Linked DNA regions of Capra hircus: region 1 is linked to region 2. Evidence: chromatin contacts called from public Hi-C data. All regions are on one chromosome and are shown on one strand. Each heading gives the region's core, a stretch centred on a gene start, on an enhancer-like site or on the middle of the called end of the contact. The rest is flanking DNA. Distances are from core to core; before and after follow the strand shown. Region 1 holds the start of P2RX3 (P2X purinoceptor 3). Region 2 holds the start of TIMM10 (mitochondrial import inner membrane translocase subunit Tim10).

Region 1 (3,918 bases), core at 819-3,318, 240 kb before region 2:
TCCTGGGGTGTCGGGCCCATTCCTGGGGTGTCGGGCCTGCCCCAATAAGTGCTGAAACACCCCCCCCCACCCGACACCCTCCCTGGGCGCTGCACCGGGCGCCGCGGCACCGAGCAGCGCAGCCCCCCGGGGCCGGCCGACTCAGCGCGCGAGGCGCCCCCGCAGGGCCCCCCAGCGCCCCCAGACCCGTAGCTCCCCGCCCCCCAAAATGGACTCGCTCGCGGCCGGCCGCCTCCAACGCGGGCCGGCCCACCGCGCGCACCCCGCGGGGGAGCCGGGCCCGCGCCCTGCACGCGGCCGGCGACCACCCACCTCCTCGGGCCGGAGCCTCGCGGCCGCCGGCGCCCGGGCGGTAGGCGCGCCGGGGCGGGGGGACGGCGCGGGCGGGGGGCGGGCAGGGGCGCTGGGCAGGCTCTTCCCGCGTGCGCGGCCCCGCGTCCCGCCACCGGAAGCGCTGGCCACAGAGACGGCGGCCGGCTAGAGAGGCGCCGCCCGAGAGGCGGCCGGCTAGAGCGCCCGCGGCGCCGGAGGACCCGCGGGGCGCGCTGGGCCCCACCCTCCCGCGCCACCTCTGACCCCGGACCCGCCCGCCCCCCCGCGCTGCCCCCGATCCTCGGGCCCGGAAATTCGGGGCCCCTTAAACGCTAAAGACGTCTGGGCTTTTCAAAAGAGAATTTGCGTAGTGTTTCTATCAGACTGTGCCCCGAAGCGCGTGGCCCTTGCAATCAGCGCGTGTGTCTCCTATACAATAGTGGTTTCTGCGAAGCAGAAAGGAGTCTGACCCAAGAAGGAAAAGATTGGAGGAGTTGTGAAGAGAAGTGCCCCCTCCCACTGGCTTCTAGGAGAATGCAGGCGTTGATGTCACTGTGACTGCACCGCCCTCCCCTGTCCAGAGAGGACCGGGTCCTTTTGCAAATGAGCTCGCTGCACCCCCGAAACTTCCAGCAGCCCCTGCAAGTTGTGAATTGCCTGGAAGGGGCTGGCCAGCGGCCATGCCAAGTTCAAGCGCTGGTGTCAAGTTAATCACGGAGCCACAGCTGCTTTGAAAGCCTATCACCCTGGCACTGCGGAAGCCAGCCACCCCCACACCCCCACCTTCTAGAGTCCTAGGGTCTAGCTCTCCTCTCTCATCCTCACCGTGACTCTACATTCAGAATGACTGACGATAAGTGTCGTGCATGGAGACATAAGGGCAGAATGTTGAAACTTGAACATTTCTCTGACAGTCTGACCTGCAGTTACACCAGTAGCCTTGATTCTGGGACAAGAGACAATGTAAGCGCACCATTGTTCCCTGAACTCATGGCTTTACCCTCTGGGTGATGGCTGTTCCCACACTCTATAGCAACATAAATTCAGCTAGATTCAATAAACATGCATTGAGCTCCGACACGGTGGTAGGATTTGAGGAAACTAGCAAGCAAGATGGAAACCGCTCCAAGCTTCCAGGAGTGTGTAATTAAACAGATGATTCGGATAAATACACTGACAGACAGTAAAACAACCCCCCAAAAACACCCAGCGTTACAGTGCAATGCTGGAGGTAGAAGTCCAGCCGCTGCCCGGTGAACAGGAAATAGAAACCAAGCGACTCTTTAGTTTCCCTCTCCCGTGAGACCAGGAGAGAGGTTCAGGAGACCACCCCTCCCCCAACCCATGCTGTTGATGGCAGCTCTTGGAAAGAGGGGAATTGAGCACTGTAGGAAGACAGGAATGAACTCAGCTCAAGCAGGCTGCTAGGTGGGTGGGGTGGGGTATTGCCAGGGGCTTTCAGGAGAGTGTGGAGCAGCTGGTGAGCTGGGATGGAGACGCGGCACAAGAGAACAGAACCGAAGCGGTAGACAGAGTGCAGATAAAGCCTAAGTCCCAGAGGGCCCCAGCCAGCTGCATCCCAAGCAATCAGGAGCCTGGGATTGGAGACCCCACCCCTGCCGTGACATCACAGGGGAGTGGGGTGGAGACCAACAAAAAGGGGGTCCCCCACCCTGGCCTTGGACTCTTGGCAGCCCAGAGGGTGGAGAGCAGAGAGAGGCTGAGCCCCGAGCTAGGGTTGCCTGACTTAAAGGAACAGGCTCCTCAAGCCCCCTCTAAGCCGCTCCCCCTCCCAGCCTCCATCCGGATGACCCCTCCGTCCTGAGACCATCATCGGGTCTCTCCTTAGGGGTCATTCTCTCAGCATGAACTGCATCTCAGATTTCTTCACCTACGAGACCACCAAGTCGGTGGTCGTGAAGAGCTGGACCATTGGGATCATCAACCGAGCGGTTCAGCTTCTCATCATCTCCTACTTCGTGGGGTGAGTCTCTGGCCCCCCAGGACCTACAAACCTGAAGTCCTAGCAACCCCGAGGGCTGCCCTGAGTCCCGTCCTCCCCCGCCTGCCCTCAGTGTTGCTGCCCAGCTGCCTAAGTGTCTCCCCTTTTGGGGGGCAGCAGCCTTATCTGTGGGGACCTGTCCCAGTCACTGGCCTCCGCTGCCGTCATTGGGGAGTTCTTTTTCCCACTAAACCCTCCAGAGCTGGACCGTGGCCATCACCCTGAGGAGGGGGGCTCTTGCCCTTCCACCATCTCCCCTTCCCTCTCTCGTCTCCCCCAGCCCCAGCCCCAGCCAGAGAACAGACCCATTGCCTTCAGTCAACTCTTCAGGGGTCTCGGAAAGATGAGGGAGTCAGGGGAAGGCGATGAGACAAGGGAGTCGGCGACAGGTTGACCAGGTGGATGGTGGAGAGGGCTCAGAGAAGGGGCGGGCTGGGCAAGATGCTGCAAGAACGTGGAAGAGGAGCCCTCGATCTCTGACCGCAGGACCGGGGGGTGGCGTTGGAGTGGGGGACCCTGCCCCTGTGGGGGGGTGGGCGGTGGGCAGAAACGAGTGCAAACACCCCTCAAGGAAAGATTTACTGCAGAGAAAGGAGGCTTTCCTGAGCATGACATGGGGACCGCCCCCCTCAAGGACCAGAAATACTCCCCTTTGTCAGAGAGCATCAATGCCCTACGTCCGCCTGACTTCATGCCCTAGAATCCACCCTGGGAGTTGCTTAAGAGCCCGGAAGGTCCGAACACCCCTTCTTGGCCCCCACCTCTTGCGGGTACGCAGCGCACACACGTACACACATGTATTCACAAAGGTTCATGAAACAGACACTGGCCGGGGAGGAAGCACAGGTTCTGTCCTTCTCGTGGTCATTCGAACCAGGAAAGCGGGACAGAAACCTCGGAGGTCTGTTCTTTTTTCCTGGCATTCGGTCTCTAGCCTCATGCTGTTCCTTGATACAACGAGTCTGCATGTGGGAGACAGAAAGCCACCGATGACCGTCAGGAGTTCATGCAGGGAGGTCAAAGGAGGCCCATGTGCGTGAGGGCTGGGGCCGTGGGAGTGGACCTGCTGGCCCGCCAGGCCGGAGTAGCGCGTGGGAAGATGGGTGGACGTGGATGAAAGAAATTTTCAGCAGCTCCACAACGCGTGCTGAGAGCCAGTGGGTTTCATTTGTGCGGTGTGTAGGCGAGGCTGCACATGCAGTCTCCTCGCAGAGACGTGAGAGGAGGGATTCAAGCTTTGGAATGGGCTTAAAGGGCTCTAAATGAAGTTCTGTCCCGACACTGAGGTTTCACGAGACACGGTGTTTGCACATGCTCTCCGTCGGCATCTCCGGTGCCTGGCTCAAGGTTGGTTCTTAAGGCTCCACGTTTGCCTGCGTGCGCGGCTGTGGTTGTTCGTCGCAGCAGAATGGTCTGTTGGTCCAGGTGAGCACAGAGCTACTTCAGCACCTTCCAGCCTGGCCTGGCTCCGTGGGCTCCAGGCCAGAGGCTGATGGAGGCGAGACCCAGTGGGCTCCATCGCCCCCGCCCCCCACTGCCCTTCTCTCTCCCTCTCCCTGATCCAGGCCAGCTCCCCATCCTCAGTGCTGCAGGCCGGCCTGCTG
Region 2 (4,091 bases), core at 337-2,836:
GCATCAAAGTCTTTTCCAATGAGTCAACCCTTCACATGAGGTGGCCAAAGTACTGGAGTTTCAGCTTTAGCATCATTCCTTCCAAAGAAATCCCAGGGTTGGTCTCCTTCAGAATGGACTGGTTGGATCTCCTTGCAGTCCAAGGGACTCACAAGAGTCTTCTCCAATATTACGCACCCCATTTTATAGCTGGGATAACCACCAGTCTGCAAGTCCAAGTAACTTGCCCAAGGCCAGAGTAGTAGTGGTTGATGTGGCTGTGATTTGTTCCCAAATCTGCCCAATGACTCGTCTGGAGTCAGACTGAAGTCTTGGTCCTGGCACTGCTACCGACGAGCTGTGGACCCTGAAAAAGCTGCTGAACCTCTACAAGCCTCAATGTCCTCACCTTAAAAATGGGACAAGGGAACTCAGTGGAGATTATAAAAGATAATGCCTACAAAGTGCTCAACACTGCTGAACAGGTTATGCCGGATCTGTCAAAAGGCAACTGCTCTGCTGTCCCCAGAACCCAACCAGAGCCTGGTTTCTCTTCCTGCACAGCTCCTCCATCAGCAATTCCATCCCAACCCCAATGTCCAAGTCATTCTAGTGAGTCCACATTGCGGCTGCATTAGCCCTTAACCATGGAGGTGGGTGGAAAAGGAAACGCAACCCACTCCAGTCTTACCTGGGAAATCCCATGACAGAGGAGCCTGGCCGGCTACAGTCCAAGAGGTGGGAAAGAGTCAGACACAGCTCAGCCACTGGGCATGCATGCATGCTTGCGTGGGGGTGGAGGTGGGTGCTGGGAAGTATGGAGCTCAGTTTATCCTAGATTGAGACGAAGATTTTTCGGAAGTCGCCCACCTCTGCCCTTGGAGGACGACTTGGGAGCAGTCTCTAAGACGTGAGCAGCAGGACCGGCCTTACCTGTTGTACATGTCGGCCATCATCTCTACCTCCAGCTCTGCGGCCAGCTGCTGGGCCCTGAGGGGGTCCATCTCAGCCCTGCGCCCTGGAAGAGATCTCCAGCGGGCCTCCTAGTTCCTGGGTTTGGGGGTGGGGGTAGACATCACGGTCAGCACCCAGCCCGCCCAGCCGCTTTCCCGTCCAGGGGCTGCAGGACGTGGAGCAATCGCAAGGGCATCCGACCAGGAGGGGCCGCTGACCTCGGCAAGCTCAAGCACTCAGCGTCAGACGTCGGAACCGAGGCCCCGCCCAAGGTCGCAGAGCCGGCGACGGCAGGCCTGCAGAGCGGGTCCCGGCGCCCTGACGCCCAGCCCCTCAAGGTGGCGTCTCTCCGGGAGAAGCTGGGGTCCGGGACGGGGCCCCGAACGGCCTGCACGAACGCGCGGGGCCCTGCCGACCCGATGCGACGCGGCCCTGCGGGGCCGGGCCCGAGGCCACAGCCCTGGAGCGGCGGCGCCGTCGTCGGGGTCGCCGCGCGATCCGAGTCTCTCCCCGAGGCCCCGGCCTCCCCCTCACGCCCCCAGGGCCCCCGGCCTCGGGCACACGCCACAAACTCACCGTGCGCGCTGCTGCGGCAGGGCGGAAGCACGTGGGGCGCGGCAGGCGGGAAGTCCCGCCTCCCTTCCGCTCAGGCCGCGCTTCCGGCGTGAAGGCCCCCGCCGCGGGCGGCGCCGGGAAATCCGCCACCATAGAGAGGGAGCGGCTGGCTCCTGCCGAAGGCGAGGGAGTCCTCCAGGTGCTAGAGAGGACTGCAAGGTACCATAGAGGCTGCGGCGGGGCGTAGAGCGCCCGCAGCAGGTAGCGTTAGGATCCCTAGCGGGGATGGCGGAGCGGCTTGAGTTTATGGGTTCTGTCAGAGCGGGCAGGGGTACCGAGCTCGGTGAACCTCACCTTCCGCGGAGGTCGGAGTGCAGGTCTGGTGCAGAGAAGGAAGGGCGTCCTCAAACTGCAGCCCTTAGATGCATGTAACCCCACCTGGGCCGCCTAAAATCACCCCAGTGTCTAGGGCCCACTTCGCACCAAATAAATCAGAATCCCTGGGGCCAGGACCCAGGCATCGGTATGTGGTGGGAGTGTGTAATTTCCTCGGTTCTGCCTCGTCACAGCAAGAATTTGAAGCGACGGAGGTTAAAACCCTTGGATAGCTCCGTGTTACAGCTCTGTTGTATTGAGAAAATAAAGGAAAGCCGACCCAAACGGCGCGGAAAGGGGGGAGAGAGCGCCCTGGCCCTTGGGCCCCTCTGTGTGTGTGTTTTTCCTCCCCTGGGCCTGCCCTGTGTAAATTGGGCTCGCCAGGGGGGAGAGAGCGCCCTGGCCCTTGGGCCCCTCTTCGTGTGTGTTTTTCCTCCCCTGGGCCTGCCCTGTGTAAATTGGGCTCGCCAGGAGTGCTGTTGGTGCTACCTGAGGTCCTCTGGTCCTCCGACCTGCCTTTGTTCTATTTTCTTGGGCTTTTCCGTTCCTTGTCTTTTAGCCACCGCCATCCTGGGCTCCTTTTTCCTATTCTAACTACTTAACAGGTCCATTGTAGAATTCCCCTGCGATTCCCCTGTGCAGGCAGGTTTGAGAGCCAGAGTTCGAGAGGGCTTTCTGGTGAATACAGCTGTGAGGAGATCCCTGAATTGTCTCTGGGGTTGCAGAGACCAGCGAGGCGCCTTCTTATAGAAAGAGGAGTCCAGTATACAGTATGTTTTATTCAACTTCTGTTAGACACCCCCCTCCCCCCCCCGCAATCACAGACAACTACCCAATCTAATCACATGGACCACAGCCTTGTCTAAATGAAACTAAGCCATGCCCTGTGGGGCCACCCAAGACGGATGGGTCATGGTGGAGAGGTCTGACGGAATGTGGTCCACTGGAGAAGGGAATGGCAAACCACTTCAGTATTCTTGACTTGAGAACCCCATGAACCGTATGAAAAGACAAAAAGATAGGACACTGAAAGATGAACTCTCAAGGTCAGTAGGTACCCAGTATGCTACTGGAGATCAGTGGAGAAATAACTCCAGAGAGAATGAAGAGATGGAGCCAAAGCAAAAGCAACACCCAATTGTGTATAGGACTGGTTATAGAAGCAAGGTCCGATGCTGTAAAGGGCAATATTGCACAGGAACCTGGAATGTTATGTCCATGAATCAAGGCAAATTGGAAGTGGTCAAACAGATGACAAGAGTGAACGTCGACATTTTAGGAATCAGCGAACTAAAATGGACTGGCATGGGTGAATTTAACTCAGATGACCATGATATCTACTACTGTGGGCAGGAATCCCTTAGAAGAAATGGAGTAGCCATCATAGTCAACAAAAGAGTCCAAAATGCAATACTTAGATGCAATCTCTAAAACGACAGAATGATCTCTGTTCGTTTTCAAGGCAAACAATTCAATATCACAGTAATCCAAGTCTATGCCTCGAAAAGTAACACTGAAGAAGCTGAAGTTAAACAGTTCTATGAAGACCTACAAGACCTTCTAGAGCTAACACCCACAAAAGATGTCCTTTTCATTATAGGGGACTGGAATGCAAAAGTAGGAAGTCAAGAATCAGCTGGAATAACAGGCAAATTTGTCCTTGGAGTACAGAATGAAGCAGGGCAAAGGCTAATAGACTTTTGCCAAGAGAATGCACTGGTTATAGCAAACACCCTCTTCCAACAACACAAGAGAAGACTCTACACATGGACATCACCAGATGGTTGATACCAAAATCAGATTGATTACATTCTTTGCAGCCAAAAATGGAGAAGCTGTATACAGTCAGCAAAAACAAGACCGGGAGCTGACTGTGGCTCAGATCATGAACTCCTTATTGCCAAATTCAGACTTAAATTGAAGAAAGTGGAGAAAACCACTAGACCATTCAGGTATGATGTAAATCAAATTCCCTATGACTTGGGAGTGGGAGTGACAAATAGATTTAACAGACTAGATCTAATAGAGTGCCTGATGAACTATGGACGGAGGCTCATGACATTGTACAGGAGACAGGAATCAAGACCATCCCCAAGAAGAAGAAATGCAAAAAAGCAAAATGGCTGTCTGAGAAGGCCTTCCAAATAGCTGTGAAAAGAAGGAAAGCAAAAAGCAAAGAAGAAAAGGAAAGATATACCCATTTGAATGCAGAGTTCCAAACAATAGCA

Evidence for each region. A called contact is a pair of places that touch in the nucleus more often than the background predicts.
Region 1: a contact with region 2 is called in a Hi-C map of blood, with 6 times the contacts expected there. The contact joins the promoter of P2RX3 here to the promoter of TIMM10 in region 2. A contact is called at or near these places in 2 of 5 Hi-C or Micro-C datasets (both in blood).

Annotation. Positions count from the first base shown.
Region 1 is chr15:2,729,537-2,733,454 of ARS1.2, reverse strand. P2RX3 (P2X purinoceptor 3) reads left to right here and starts at 2,068. Exons shown (of 12, transcript XM_018058944.1): 1 at 2,068-2,296. The coding sequence starts at 2,178. It overlaps SSRP1 (FACT complex subunit SSRP1), which reads right to left and starts at 383. Exons shown (of 17, transcript XM_018059074.1): 1 at 313-383.
Region 2 is chr15:2,492,900-2,496,990 of ARS1.2, reverse strand. It overlaps TIMM10 (mitochondrial import inner membrane translocase subunit Tim10), which reads right to left and starts at 1,586. Exons shown (of 3, transcript XM_018059064.1): 1 at 1,510-1,586; 2 at 913-1,029. The coding sequence starts at 983.